Linked DNA regions of Gossypium hirsutum: region 1 is linked to region 2. A link is a contact called in public Hi-C data. All regions are on one chromosome and are shown on one strand. The core of a region is the stretch at or near the end of the contact, and the rest is flanking DNA. Distances in the headings are between cores, read along the strand shown.

Region 1 (7,252 bases), core at 3,744-6,243, 92 kb before region 2:
GTGAAAAGTATAAGTATATATAAATCTGTTTATTGTTGAGCTCACACATGTTTCTTGATGTTTATATGAAATACATGTCTAACAATGTTGATGATGATATGTGTTAGGGTTTTTGGCCAAATTGCTTGAGTATGTTTTATATGCTTGCTTTAAATGAAAATGAATGGTAAGTTAATTACCCATTATACGAACTTACTAAGCATAAAATGCTTACTCTGTTTTATTTTCTTGTTTTATAGTAAATCAAAAGCTCGTTGGGTTGGAAGCTTGGCGGAGATCACTCGCACTATCCACCGACCCATTTCGGTACAAATGTAAAACTAATTTTTAGTTATAATGGCATGTATAGATTAATTAGCCAATGATGACATGTAAATATTTTGGTTGTAACTAGTCATTGGTATGCTTAGATTGGTATATTTTGATATGAAGTATTAACTTTTTATGGTTATATGTGTGTTTTGGTATGATTGAATGATGGTTAACCAATGGATATCTTGAGGCATAAGTTAATTGGTATATTTGGTATACATATGTTTAAATATGTAATTGATAAATTGGTAAGTTAAATACTTGGTCATATATGATGAAATGTTATGCATAAGACTTGGTTTTGGCTTGATTTAATTGTTTTGTATTGGTTTGTGACTATGTTTAAGTGTTAATGTAGGTGGAAGGCAAATTTGGGTGAGAAATATGGCTTGGAAATGGCCCTATTTCGTCCACACGGGCGTGTGTCTCACACACGGCCTAGCACATGGGTGTGTGTTTTGGTCATGTGTCCCCTGCATCATTAAAATTCAAAATAGAATGGTCAGAATTGATCACACGGCCTGGCACACAGGCGTGTGGCTTGGCCGTGTGACCGTTGTACTTATTTAATGTAAATCATCATGTTCACATGACCTAGCACACGGGCGTGTGACTTGGCCGTGTGACCCAAGTCAGAGAGTTACACGGGTATGGACAAAAGGCTGGGACATGGTCGTGTGCCCTATTTCAAATGCCCACACGGCCTGACCACACGGCGTGTGTCCCCTGCACCTTGAAAAAAATTTCGAGATTTTGCGAAAAATTTTCTGAGTACCCTATTTAGTCCCGACTTGTTTCTAATGTATGTTTAGGCCTCGAGGGCTCATATAAGGGACATTATGATAGAATTCTGGTATGAATGCTATGCAATTTGATATGTCTATTTACTTGATCTGTAAATTCTGGTAATACTCTAAAACCCTATTCTAGCAACTGATATGGGTTAGGGGTGTAACAATACTAGTCCAAACAAAGGGGTTGAACCGTTTGACTTGGAAATTATTCAAAATCGATAAAAATAAAAAAATAAGACAAAAACCAGTAGTTGAATAAATTAAATTGGTTTAATATTTTTTATTTTTTAAATTTTATGAATTTTTATTATTTATTTAATTATTATTAGTCTAGCAGTTGAACCGATCAAACCGATTGAATCAGGAACCAATGGTCTAATTGGATCAATCGTTGATCCAGTTATTAGAACATTGTATGTGGCACTCTAATATTGTACCAAGTCATCACCTAAAAATTTATATAATTTTTTTAATTTTTAAGTGATGATGTGGCACAATCTTAGAGTTCCATATCATCAAACTTTTATATTTTTCAAATTCAGAGACAAAATTGGCTCTAATTGTCAAGTTCAAGTATTAAAGTGGATAAAAAAAACTATAGGTACCAAAGTGGACCTAGTTGCTAAGTTCAATGACAAAAAATTATATTATCACATTGAATTTGTAAAAAGATAAAGAAAAATTCTGAAATAAAAAAACAAAGTATTAGTAATAAAAATAAGGCATAATGATAAATTTAGCCTCAATATTTACGTTTTTTGTCAATTTGACCATTATTCTCATTTTAAGCTAAATTTAGCCATTAACTTTTCAAGAAGAGAATTATTTTTTTTAACAAATATGCTAACTAAAACATTAATTTTTTTAACAATGCTAGCATGGCAACCCAGATGGCAATCTACTTGTACTTCATACTTACATAACACTAACGTCAACAAATATTTAAAAATGATAAAAATATTCAAAAATTTAAAAATATAAAAAATTAAAAAAATAGCATAAAATACACGTGGATTACCATTCGGGCTACCATGTTTAAAATTTTAACATTTTAGTCAATATTTTTCATTAAAGAAAAGCAACTATTTGACTCCTTTTAAAAGGTTTATAGTCAAATTTGACTCTTTTTAAAATATTTATGGTAAAATTTAGCTAAAAAAGAATAAGATTCAAATTGAAAAAATATATAAGCGTTAAAAGCAAAATTTATCATTATACCCTAAAAATAATAATGTAAAAATAACATCTTTCTCTCACTAAAAAAACCTTTCAAAATAAAAATTTTACAATAAAAAAATACACATGACTTTGTATTCATAAAGTTAGTTTGTGTATAGTAAGGATTTATAAATAAATATATTGATAATGTTGGTGGTTTTAGTGATAGGAAATAAAATATTTACAATAAAAAGAATACACATGACAATAGTATATGTTTAAAACTAGTTGTTTTATTCTGCACAGATTTAGTTACATGTATCAGTTAAAATATATTAAAATTATTTTATATCTTTTATATCTTTTTCAGTTTAATATTTTATTTGATAAAAATAATATCTTAATTTGTTATATGTATATGATATATATCATTTCCTAGATTAAACATAAATCAATCTTATATATGTATGGATGCTTTAAAAAAAATTAAAGTCAGGCTAATAAGATATAAAATTATAGTTAAGACGGTATGAAAATCTTTTTGATATATATTTAAATGTAAATGAGATAAATTTAAAGTTAAAATAATTTTATTCAAATTAATTACATTGATTGAATTGTTGATAAAATGTAGAGAATTGACATATAAATGTTTATTTGATATTAATTTCGGGTTTGATTTGGAATAAAATTCATCTAATATTTTATTAAAAATTTAATGAAAATTTATTTTAAAAAGCTAAATATTTATTATTGATTAAATGTAATAAAAAAATTATGAATAGATACCAAAACCAAGTTAAGGTTTCGAGTTTTAATTAATAGAAAGATTCTTCCCCACATACTAACGTTAAATAAAAAATAAATAACTAAATCAATTTCATTTTTCTAAAACACTTGTATTTGGGCTATTTTTACCAAAGAAAAATTATTATATTTAACTTTCTATAAATTTCATTATAGAAAATTCTTATTTAACTCTTCAATTTTGTTTAAAATTAATCATTATTTCTCTTGAAGTAATCACATTTCTCTACAAACATATATGGCAATGAATTTATTGGCACGTGAGGTATTGGACTTATGCCCACACCGAAATCCATGTCCATCTCCTCCACCATTGGAGACGCATTATTGAGAGAAAGCTTCTTTAGGGTTTGGAAATGCGATCAATATTGTCATAATTTGTTGGCAACCAACTAGCGTTTCAAAGAGTATCATTGTGTAGGCAAAGTTGCATGGTGAATATCATTTGTTTCTTCTGTACGAAAGAAAATCTATTAAACCCAGCAACTGCTCTTTAGCCTCCATTTTCTATTTTGATTCCTAAATACCTTGGGCTCGTCGAACATTTAGAACCTAATGCAAGTTTTTTTCTTTTCTTCTTAATAAAATCTAAAAAAAAATGTTGTTTGTGAAAAAAAATGAGTGACTCTTTGCTTTTAGGGAATTTTGTGGTAAGGAAGAGCCTACGAGGTCGAATAGCAGTGTTGGTCGGGCAACAAAGAAGGTAAGGAGGAGGACAGATCCATCGCCAGACATCGATGATACGATAGTGGATAAGAATCGCCAGAAGATTGAAGATGTGGGAGTGGATAAAATGTCGTATGAATCTATGTTGATGGGCACTTCCTTGGATGTCTTTTCGCAAGAGAAGATGGAGGAGTTTGTACTTCATGATGGAGATGTGGTCACAAAGTTGGTAGAAGGAATTTCATTGATCACCTTTTTTTGATCGGGTTCATAAGTTCATTGAGAGTAAGATGGCTAGGACCATTATTGTCAAACTTTTGTGTAAAAGATTGGTTTCAATACTTTACTTAATAAGGTGATAATTTTGTGGAATCTTAGACACCCTATACGGTTTATGGACTTAGAGAATGACTACCACCTAGTCTGGTTCCAAGATGAAGGATATTTTAATAAGGTTTTGGTCAGGGGGACTTGGGTGATCTTTGGTCAGTATTTGACCATACGTCATTGGTCACTGGATTTTTCGACATCGAATAATGAAGTGGATATCCAAGTGGTGTGGATAAGGCTACCTGGTTTGCCGGAAAGCTATTACTCAAATTTCTTACTTCGTGCTATTGGCCAAGTTATAAGGTCAGGGTCAAGCTTGATAGATATACAGATAGCTGAAAGCAGGAACACTTTGCTTGATTGGCTGTGTGTATGAATCTAAAGAAACCATTGGTGCCGAAAGTCAAGATTAATGATCATATACAACGAATTGAGTATGAATCTTTGTCGTTTGTATGTTTCAAATGTGAGCTTTATGGGAATAACTCTTATTTGTGCCTAGGGAGCAAGAACAAGGCATCAGAGCGTAGTGTTAATGGGGAAGAACTGCTGGTTGAAAAAATGGGTCTTTAGCGACGTGTGGAAGAGGAAAATTACGGGCCATGGATGCTTGTAGAACGACGATAAAGAGGGAAGGTACATCATGTGGAAATGATAAGGAATGGTTACTTCTTCAATGGATTGGGGGTTCACAGTTTTCAGTTCTAGCGGCAGATCTAGGCATTACTAGTCTCGTAATCAAGGCCACGGATGGAGGGTACCAGCCTGGTCAAATTAAAAGGCGTGATCTAGGAAAGAATTTTAATGCAAAGGTTGGAGAATCTTGACAAAAGGAAACAAAGTTGGGGAAGATAAGGATGGCTAGGCTTAACAGAAAAAAGAATTATAGTTGGTAGTGGGCCAAATCTGGTCCAAATGCATTAAGGCCAGTTAATGTCAATATTGGGTTAACTGCTATAAAGGGAGGGAATGTGTTAGATAATGGTTCTAAAATAGGCACGATAGATCCAAATGTTAAGGATAAGGGTTTTGATTACTTTTAAGTCCAATTTGGACATAAATAAACATAGTGCAACTCAGGTGGTTAAGAAAGGGGAGTCTAAAGGTTCAAAGGGGAAAAGATCACGTGTTTCACTTTGGAGAATCGAGTATGGGGTTCCCAAATCCAGATGTGCAAACAAGTTTCAACAGTGATATCCAATGGAAGAAACCGCCAGATCGCGAGTTGGAAGGTGATGGAACCCTAATGGTGGAGCTAATGGCAACAATGGAGGGCATTGTGCGTGGCATTGAACAAGGAACCATGAATTGTTCCCCAATAGAGGATGAAATTTTTTGTGGTGGAAGTTATGGATGATGATGTTATTAGAAATGCCGAGGTTAGTTGTTGATTTTAGTGTCGAAGCTTGGATTGGTTGTTTGGTTGTTTTTTCTGTCAAGGAACTAGTCATCTCTATTTTTGTAATTTTATGGCTAAGTATAAAATAGAATTTTGTTTAGATGTTATGTGTTTGTTTGAGACTCAGGTCAATGGTGTTTGGGCGAATGGCATCATTTTCAAACCTGGGTTCCCAAATTCATTCAGAATTGAAGCGAAGGTTTTTGTTGGGGAATGTGGGTTCTCTGGAGTGACAGTGTCCTCATTGACATTCTGAATTTGCATCCATAGATGATTCATATGAGGGTTAGTATCAGACAAGGACCTTCTAAGTTTTTATGTTTAGTAGTGTATGTTATCCCATAACTAGTAACGCGAAGTAATGGGGTTTTTTGAATTCTCTTGTTGAATCGATTAGGGAACTGTGGATTATAGTAAGAGACTTTAATTCGATTCTAGAGCCGTCAAAATGAGTGGGTAGGGCAACGAGCGTGTGAAGTGGATGTAGTAGTTTCCAGCCTTTTCTGTTTGATAATGGTATTCATGACTTGGGGTTCAGTAGGCCTCGATTCACCTAGAGTAGAAGCAATCTATTACAGGGCATAGATAGGGTTGTGTGTAACTTGATTTGGGACTCGTTTGCACCAAATTGCTCAATACAAAATTTCCATCACCTAAAGTCAGATCATTGGTCGATTTTTGTTTCTCTCAATCCGTTGCAAAATAGAGGTAATAGACCTTTCAGTTGCTTAGCTAATTGGTTGCTCCATGCTGATTTTAAGGGCCTTATAAGTAGCAATTGGAAGAATAATATGGATGTGATTACTAACTTAGAGCTTTTCCAAAAAAAAAGGTTTAAAAATGTAGTAAACATGTTTTTGGGAATATTTTTGTTCGTAAGAGGAGGCTAATTTCGAAACTTGAATGTAAAGAAATTTTGAAGTTTAGGTATTCAGTTAGATTTTGTGATCGTAAATTGGAATTACGGTACGAGGTTGAGGAATTCCTGAAGCATGAAGAGTTGTTATGGTATCAAAAATCTAGATCAGAATGGCTTACGAATGGCGATAGAAACACAAAGTATTTTCATAGCCGTACTATGGCTAGGCAGAAGAAAAATAAGGTGGAAAGACTTAAAATTGGGAATGATGATTGGTGCCTTGATTCGAAGGTCCTACAACATGTGGTGGAATTTTTTAAAGAACTTTATTATGTGGATTATTCAGTCCATGGAGCCTTTCCTAGTAAAGGAAGATTTCTTGAGATTTCTCCATCAAAGAAGGATAGCCTAATAATGGGAATCAGTGATGAGGAGATTCGTAAGGCAGCCTTTAGAAAGGCCCCGTTGAAAACACCAGGAGTGGATAGATTTCATGTAAAATTATTTCAATCACAACGGAATACACTCGATGGTTCAATTTTTTGTATGGTGCAACAAGTTTTGAAGGGTCATCAATTAAACTCGTGGCTAAATAGAACATTGTTGGTTCTTTGTCAAAAGTTTAAGGTCCGGAAAGAATTACGCATATTCAGCCAATAAGTTTATGTACAGTGTTATATAAGGTTGTTACGAAGGTGCTAGTTAATAGATTAAGGTCGTTGATGGTGAAGATTACTAAGCAAAATCAAGCTAGCTTTGTTGCTGGTAGAAGCATATCGGATAACATTGTAATTGCGCAGGAAGCTATTCATTTTGTACGAAATTTCAAAAGAAGAAAAATGGGGATGGCTTTGAATATTGATTTGGAAAAAGCATACAATAGAGTCAGATGGGAGTTTTTGGAGGATACACTGTTTGAAGCTAGAC
Region 2 (7,657 bases), core at 1,179-3,678:
CTTAAATTTGCTATTCTTGACTGGAAATTAGATATTAATATGAACATGATCTGGAAAATTTTCATCAACATTTTCAACCATTTCGAACTTGTAAGGATACTTCCCTTTCTTCTCCAGCTTTGCCATTTTTACCAAATGCTTCAAACATTTTCCGTTTGGTTTGGATATAATGACTGGATTATTTTCTCCAAATAAAGGTATGAGTCGCCTTGCCATGAAATTCTCCTTTTCTTCATTTGCAAATCCTTCTATTTTCACAACTTTGAGATCATCGAGCTTATCAGGAACAATGACTGAAGTTGAGAACTTTCCAGTGCTGGGTAAGTTATAGCATTTTGGATCAAGCTGCAAGTTTTGGTAAGATATTTCAAGTGTATATTTGTGCATTAAATTTTTTTTAAAAAAAATTTAATATATACGTATAAAATATACAAGTATGTGACACTTATCCAAGTACAAGTAACACTGCCTATACCTTAAATTATGCAGAGTACGTTAAAGAAATGGGGGGCTTACAGTGATATTAAGCCTTTTCAGGTTAGGACAAAGCTTCAGAAAGCAAAGTAAGGCATTGATAGATTCTCTTTCCATTGAACAATCAATCCACCAAAGCTCTAGTACGCTCAAATAATATTCGGGGCATCTACTCGAAAAGGGTAACTTTCTGCACATCGTTGTCTAAACAAATCACAACAACACCGATCAAAGATTGAGTTATGAAAGGTTAGCAAAGATTTTGGTTCGACTTTTCAATTTGCTTAAAGGATCTGTGTCCGAGTATACACGGTCCTTCAAAGACATGAAAAAGAAAAACACCCAAAAGGGTGAATATCCATCTAAAAGACATACCCATATGCTATACGAATACACAAATTCCAACATTACTGAGACTCCTAGTTGAACGAATGAACATACCTCGTAAAACCATCTGCACATTGTTAGAGATTGAACATCCTTAATGCTTCTCAGAATGGAGTTGAAGCATTTATACTTGTTGGCGCAGTCACAATGATTTCCTTTACGGAGACCACGAGAAAAGGGAGTCTCAATCTCAAAGTCCCATGTCCACTGTGTTAGAGCACCTTGTCTGATATCAATCATAGCGTCATCCAAGAGTAACCCACACTCACAAAAACGAATTAGGGGAAAACAATTACATTTCCCTCTAAACCGAAAGGATACTAAGTTGCCTCTATATCTGAAAGATTTTAAAGACGAGCCTTCAAAACTGAGAGATTGTAAATGGGGGCAATCGAGGACTACTAACTTACGAAGCCCCTTGGCCTCTTTTATCTGTAAAGATTGTAATCCATTGCATTTAGCGATAGTCAAGCTTCGAAGAAATGGCAACTTTGGCACCAAAGAAGAAACTGCCATATTAGAAAGGTGGCTTACTGATATGAGATGCAAAGATTTTACCCTCATTGTGTTTGAAGGTGGTTGTTCCCTTTGCGATGGGTGATTTTCCTCAAGCAACCAATCAAACATGTACCGACGTGACAATCGGTTAGGCGGTGCAAGATTCAGCTTCAAAAACAAATCAAAAGGCATCGGAAATTCTTGTTTACCAGCTGAGAAATCAAGTTTAAGTGAACTATTGCTGGAAATGCTAGCAACTAAGCTGCCTCTTCCATGACCCAACTCAAATATGAGACCCCACTTATTTCTAGGCCTATGGCGTGTGTCAAAATCATCAACAAAGCTTGTTATGGCTGTAATGGCAGCTTCTATTGTTATTACATCATGGACTGAGTCCAACAAAGCCTCTTTCCAGAGGTGTTTCCAGTGAGTTGAAAGGAAAGAGGTTCGGACAGCGGATTTAAAAGGGAGAAGCGAAATGATGTGGTGAAGGATGTCATCAGGCAAATGACTAATGAAATCATTTGGGTCCATATTATTTCTGTTCCAAAAGAAGGAAAACCACAATATTTCATCATATCAAAAACCCAAAAGTTGTTTGATCATAACAAATAACAAAATCCCCCCCCCCCAAAAAAAAGTACATATAAAAGTTCTCACTTAGCCGACCTTTTTGGGACATCGACATGTTTGTACGATTTCTCTTGATCATGCTTCCATATATACATAAATGATGGAATAATTTGGTGAAAAACGTAATCCTTTAAACCACTGGTATCCGAATACCTGATCAAATACAACCAGACTGAACTAAAATACTGAATGTTTAGAAGAAAATATAGTGATTAACTAAGAGGTGTTACCTGGAACTTGAAGTGTTCCTTGGGTTAATATCATCATCTGGATCATGCCTCTGTTTCTCGTGCTTAATTTTCTTTCTCCCGACTTTCTTCTCCATTTTTCAACAGGGCTTTGTTGAGTATTCAAAACATATAAGAAAACTAACTTTGAACTTTCTTGCCCAAGGGGGCTTGGAAAAGTATTTTTAAATTTTATAATGGAGATTCCTTAAAATTGTATAGTCAAACAACTGCTATTGTGGTGTCGTTAGTGGAGTTGGATTATAAAACCTTTGAAGAGTCCAAGGCTGGTGATGACCATTTTGTTCCTGGGTCACTCAATCCAATCAACCCTTTCCTTTTAGTCCAAGAGTTGAGATTTGCTGCTAGTTTTGGGGTTGATTGTGTTTTGTAACCCCTCTCTTTTATTAATAAATTAGTTTTTTTTAATCCCAAGTTGATTTGGTGTGTATAAATTAAAATATATTTAATAATTCTAAATTTTTTTAAATGAAGTTTTGAAAATTATTTAAAAAACTTTAATGAAGTTTTAAATGGAACTTTTATTTAAATAAAGTAGAATAGAAAATATATTTTATTTGTATACATGTGTTTTTAACATATTTTATACTCTCTCTTTTTTTAACTTTTATGTAAACTGTTTTAAAATATTTAACAAATATTTTTAATATTTTTAATTTATCTTCAAATTTTAAAACATATTTATTTTAAAAAAACCTATATATATGATATGATGATATGTGCATAATTTATAATATTGGTTAAAAGTAAGGTATACTTTTTGAAAATCAAGATCAAATAATTCATGAACTGATTGTATTAATTTAGCTTCAAAATTAATAAAAAAGGGTATATTCTACCAGAACAATAGTACGATTTCACTTTTTGTAACTATAAAGGAATTTTAATTCAACTTTAAAATTAATTGTTATTAACATTTTAAAAGCTACAGTTTTTTTTTGTCAAAATGGTATATTTTACCTAAATGTCTGTAAAGAAGCTTCATAGCTGAAACAAAAAAATAAATATTAAAAACATGTTAGAGGACTTATTATAAAGCAAAATTAAAAAAATAGTGAAAATTGTATGTTGAATTATTGAATATAAGCAAATTGGAAGAATTTATCATAAAATATTATTTGTAGAGCACCATTAAAAATTATATAAAAAATAGGAGGGGTTTATGTCGTAATTTCCCCCTCCATAAATTCTTTATTTATTTTCATGCCACGTATCAATATTTTATATTATGAATACATTTGAAATTTAAGGACCTTATAACACAACACCAGAACAGACTTTTAGCGGCGCTTTTAGCGGCGATTGGACAACAAACGCCGCTAAAAATTAAGCATTAGCGGCGATTTAAAAAAAACGCCGCTAAATATCAGTATTACCGGCGCTTTTACAAAAACGCCGCTAATAATGAGCATTAGCGGCGTTTCTTAAAAAGCGCCGCTAAAAACCTAAACCAAACGACGTCGTTTTTCTTAGTTTTCGAGGCTTTGGTGGCGTTTTTGGAGAAGCGCAAGTAATTCTCAGGGCTTTAGCAGCGTTTCTTAAAAAGCGCCGCAAAAGACCTAAGCCCAACGTCATCATTTTCTTAGTTTTCGAGGCTTTGGTGGCGTTTTCGGGAAAGCGCCGCTAATGCTCAATGTTTTAGCGGCATTTTTTAAAAATCGCCACAAAAAACCGAAGCCCAACGACATCGTTTTTCTTAGTTTGGGAGGCTTTAGTGGCGTTTTTGTAAAAGCGCCGCAAAAAGCCTAAGCCCAACGACATCGTTTTCTTAGTTTTCGAGTCTTTGGTTGGGGATTTTGCGGCGTTTTTTAAGAAGCGCCGCTAATGCTCTAGTTTTTAAGAAAATATTAATTAAAATATTTTAAATTATTTAGTAAAAAATAATGACACGTACAAGAAATTTTGAAAGTAAAAATAAATAAAAATATTTATTAAAAACGGGAAAAATGAAGAGACTGTTGTTTAAAATAATTTTAAATTAAGTTTATTGGGTACAGGAATGGTTATTTTTAATTTATATATTAAATAGTTTCTTATATAATCGTAAAAGAGATAGTATTATTTTTAAAATATTGAATTAATTATCATTATAGTTTAGGGTTTATGGTTTAAGGTATAAGATTTAGGGGTTAGGGATTATGTAGGTTTTATGGTTTAAGTGTTTAGGGTCGGAGTTTAGGGTTTAATTAAGGTTTATGCAAATTATGGGTTTAGTGATTATGGTTTACAGTTTAGGGTTTACGAGTTGGGGTTTAAGGTTTACGGGTTGGGGTTGGGGTTTAAGGTTTACGGGTTGGGGTTCAGGGTCTAGGCTAGGTTTAGGGATTATGATTTGGGTTTAGGGTTTAAGGGATTTAAGGGTTATGTGTTTAGGGTTTAGATTGATTAGTGTTATCTAATCAAGCTTTTTTGACCCTTACTTGTAGGGTTCTTAGAATGTCATATGTTCGTGGACGTGTTTGAAACAAGTTTTAGACACGAGTACTTGAAGTAATTAAAATTAAGAGTCAAATGAATAGAATTATATTAAATTAATTTCTATTAACCAATCATGAACTTTTTTCGGATTGTTTTGATCCTTCTAATTTGTTCGATTCTATCGTAACATTATCAGGTCTGTCTTCTTTAATACAAAAAACTACGTATTCTTCATCAAGGGAAACATATATATCCAGCTCCAGTTTTCATATTATTAAAAATTATTTTCATACACAATTATAAAATTTTACAAATTAAATATATAGCGTTGGCCAGAATAAATTTAATTGAAAGGAATTTACGAAATAATTAAAACTTTGAAATATAGAAACAAATTTAATTTAAAGGAATTTTGTTTCAATAAAAACGGCAGTGTTCTATAGGATATATTAGTGGCGTTTTGGGTAAAACACCGCAAAATGTGATTTTGTTTCAATAAAAACGTTGCCGTTCTGTAAGATTTCTTACTGGCGTTTTTGGTAAAACGCCGGAAAAGATCATCCTTTAGCGGCGCTATGTCAAAAACGCCGCAAAATGTGATTCTGTTTTAATAAAACGCTGCCGTGGTGTAGGATTTATTAGTGGCGTTTTTTGTAAAACGCCGAAAACGTCAGCCTTTAGCGGCGCTGCGTTGGAAACGCCACAAAATTTCAATGGGTTATAATAAAAACGTTGCCGTTTTGTTGGATTTTGTGTTGACCGAAACGAAATCGTTTTTATGTTTTTAGTGGCGTTTTTGTTAAAACGCCGGAAAAGATCTTGCTTTAGCGGCGCTTATCTTAAAACGCCGCAAGAATGTTATCTTGTGTTTACCAAAACGTGACCGTTTTTTTATGTATTTAGTGGCGTTTTTATTAAAACGCCGCAAAAATGTTATTTTGTGTTTACCAAAACGTGACCGTTTTTTATGTATTTAGTGGCGTTTTTGTTAAAACGCCGCAAAAGATGTTACTTTAGCGGCGCTTCTTTTAAAATGCCACAAAAATGTTATTATGTGTTTACCAAAACGTGACCGTTTTTTTATGTATTTAGTGGCGTTTTTGTTAAAATGCCGCAAAATATGTTACTTTAGCGGCGCTTATCTTAAAACGCCGCAAAAAATGTTATTTTGTGTTTACCAAAACGTGACCGTTTTTTATGTATTTAGTGGCGTTTTTGTTAAAACGCCGCAGGTGTTTATTTCTTGTAGCCGAAACGTCGTCGTTCCCTCAAAGGTTTGTTTATTTTACCGAAAACTTCGTCGTTTCTCCGTTTTCCCCCTTATTCTGATTTTCATTTCCCCCTTTCTCCCCAGCAGAGGGTCGATCGATCGTCATTCATTCCCCAGCAGCAAAAACATCCCCCAACGTTTTAGAGTTTGAGAAAATTCCTCCCGAAATCCTGAATTTCATCCCGAAATCAATAGAAATCAGTAGCCCCACTACTTTCCCGAAATCAACAGCCTTGGAATCGCCATTTTTGAGGTTTGTTCTCTTGCCCACCCGACTTCTAGGGTTTCCATGAATTAAAAATTTGTTTTTTTCATTGAGTTTGATTCGGGGTTTGCAGTGTTTTAAATTGTTATGTATAGTATGAAGTTAGGGGAAAGTTGAGGATCCAGCATTGATTGGTACTGAATCCGGTGGATTCTTTTTTAGAAATCGCTTGTAATCGCACTGTCCTTTCTTGCTTCCTTGCTTTACTGCCTTTTACGAGCATACTAGGAGTCAAACGATTAACTATTTACTGAGCTATTGCATAAGAGAGAGCAGATTGTTCTCTATAGTTCTCTATAGTGCTTCATTACAGACCCAAAACAAAGCATATTGTTCTAGTGCGCAGCATATAAAATTCACTGTAATCGTTAAATATGTTCCTAATTTGGTCGAAATTTTTTGTACATGCTTTTGTAGTTTTGGTTCTTCTTTCTTGTTTCTAGGTTTCATTACAATTTGGTAGGCAGACAGGTGATCTAATGCATTTCAATGACCTTTTAATTATGTTTAATATTATTGTGATAATGTATTTTCAATGTTTGTTTTGGTATGCTTTCTATTTAGTTTAATCATTAAGTATATTAGAAATTGGATGTGCACCATTAAGCTTTCAATTTGCCTGCTGTCAAATGTTTGGTTGCTACTGTCAAATGTATTCTTATTTTCAGAGTCTGGTTTGTTCATTTGTGGGGATTGCAGTTGTTTTATGTTCAACTGTGCTAAGGCATTCGAAAGTTAAAATAAATCAAATTTAATATTCTGATTTGAATCTTGATTTAGTTGAAATATACTCTGTTTACAAAACGAGAAGGAAAAAATAAGCTTTGCCATTAGACTGGGAAATCCCTTCTAATGTAATTCTTAAATAATGTAATAAGCTGATAAATAATGTTTAAAAGAGACAATGTATATGATATGGCCTTAAATCATTTATGCATTTAGGTTTTTTTAGTTTTTTTAGTTTAGTTAACTTCGTGAAAATAAACTTTAGTTTTTTAAAGTTTTTTAGTTTCTTACTTCTGTTTTTTCGGTACTAATGTATTTCTGTCTTGGTTTTCCAGTTTTTGCTTCGAAATTGAGGAAATTTAAGGTATTTATTCCTATGTTTCTCTAATTAGTTTTCTTAAAAAAAGTCAAATTGTTTAATTTCTTTTTATGGTTATATTTTAGCTGTATAGTTTAATTATTATTTTTCATTTTTAGAAAGGAGTTTTAATTACCATTTAAGCTAAATTTGCACTTGACTTTGCAGCTTATTACATTATTTGATGTTTAAATTTAAGAATTGCTTTTCGCGAAACACAATTGTTTTAAACTATTAAAATTTGGAATATAATTCTTAAATAACTTTATATATGTGAGTAATTGAATAAATTATGGGCGAATCGTTTAATCGGTTTAGCGTTTACAATTCATCGATTTTCGCTATTATGTCAATAAATTAACAATTTTACTTCAAATTTA

The links. A called contact is a pair of places that touch in the nucleus more often than the background predicts.
Region 1: a contact with region 2 is called in a Hi-C map of leaf, with 4 times the contacts expected there. The contact joins the enhancer-like site here to the promoter of LOC107904117 in region 2. A contact is called at or near these places in 4 of 34 Hi-C or Micro-C datasets (callus and leaf).

The regions. Positions count from the first base shown.
Region 1 is chrD05:33,492,947-33,500,198 of Gossypium_hirsutum_v2.1, reverse strand. No RefSeq gene overlaps it. Among protein-coding and RNA genes, the nearest start is that of LOC107904120, 16 kb to the right of the region's middle. Within about 2 kb of position 4,993, at least 8 of the 9 cell types and tissues checked have an H3K27ac peak or open chromatin away from gene starts, as enhancers often do. A contact at or near this core is called in leaf, where this site is marked.
Region 2 is chrD05:33,397,739-33,405,395 of Gossypium_hirsutum_v2.1, reverse strand. It overlaps LOC107904117 (F-box protein At2g39490), which reads right to left and starts at 2,428. Exons shown (of 5, transcript XM_041094765.1): 1 at 2,223-2,428; 2 at 2,029-2,145; 3 at 916-1,900; 4 at 517-678; 5 at 1-293. The coding sequence starts at 2,317. The coding sequence ends at 255.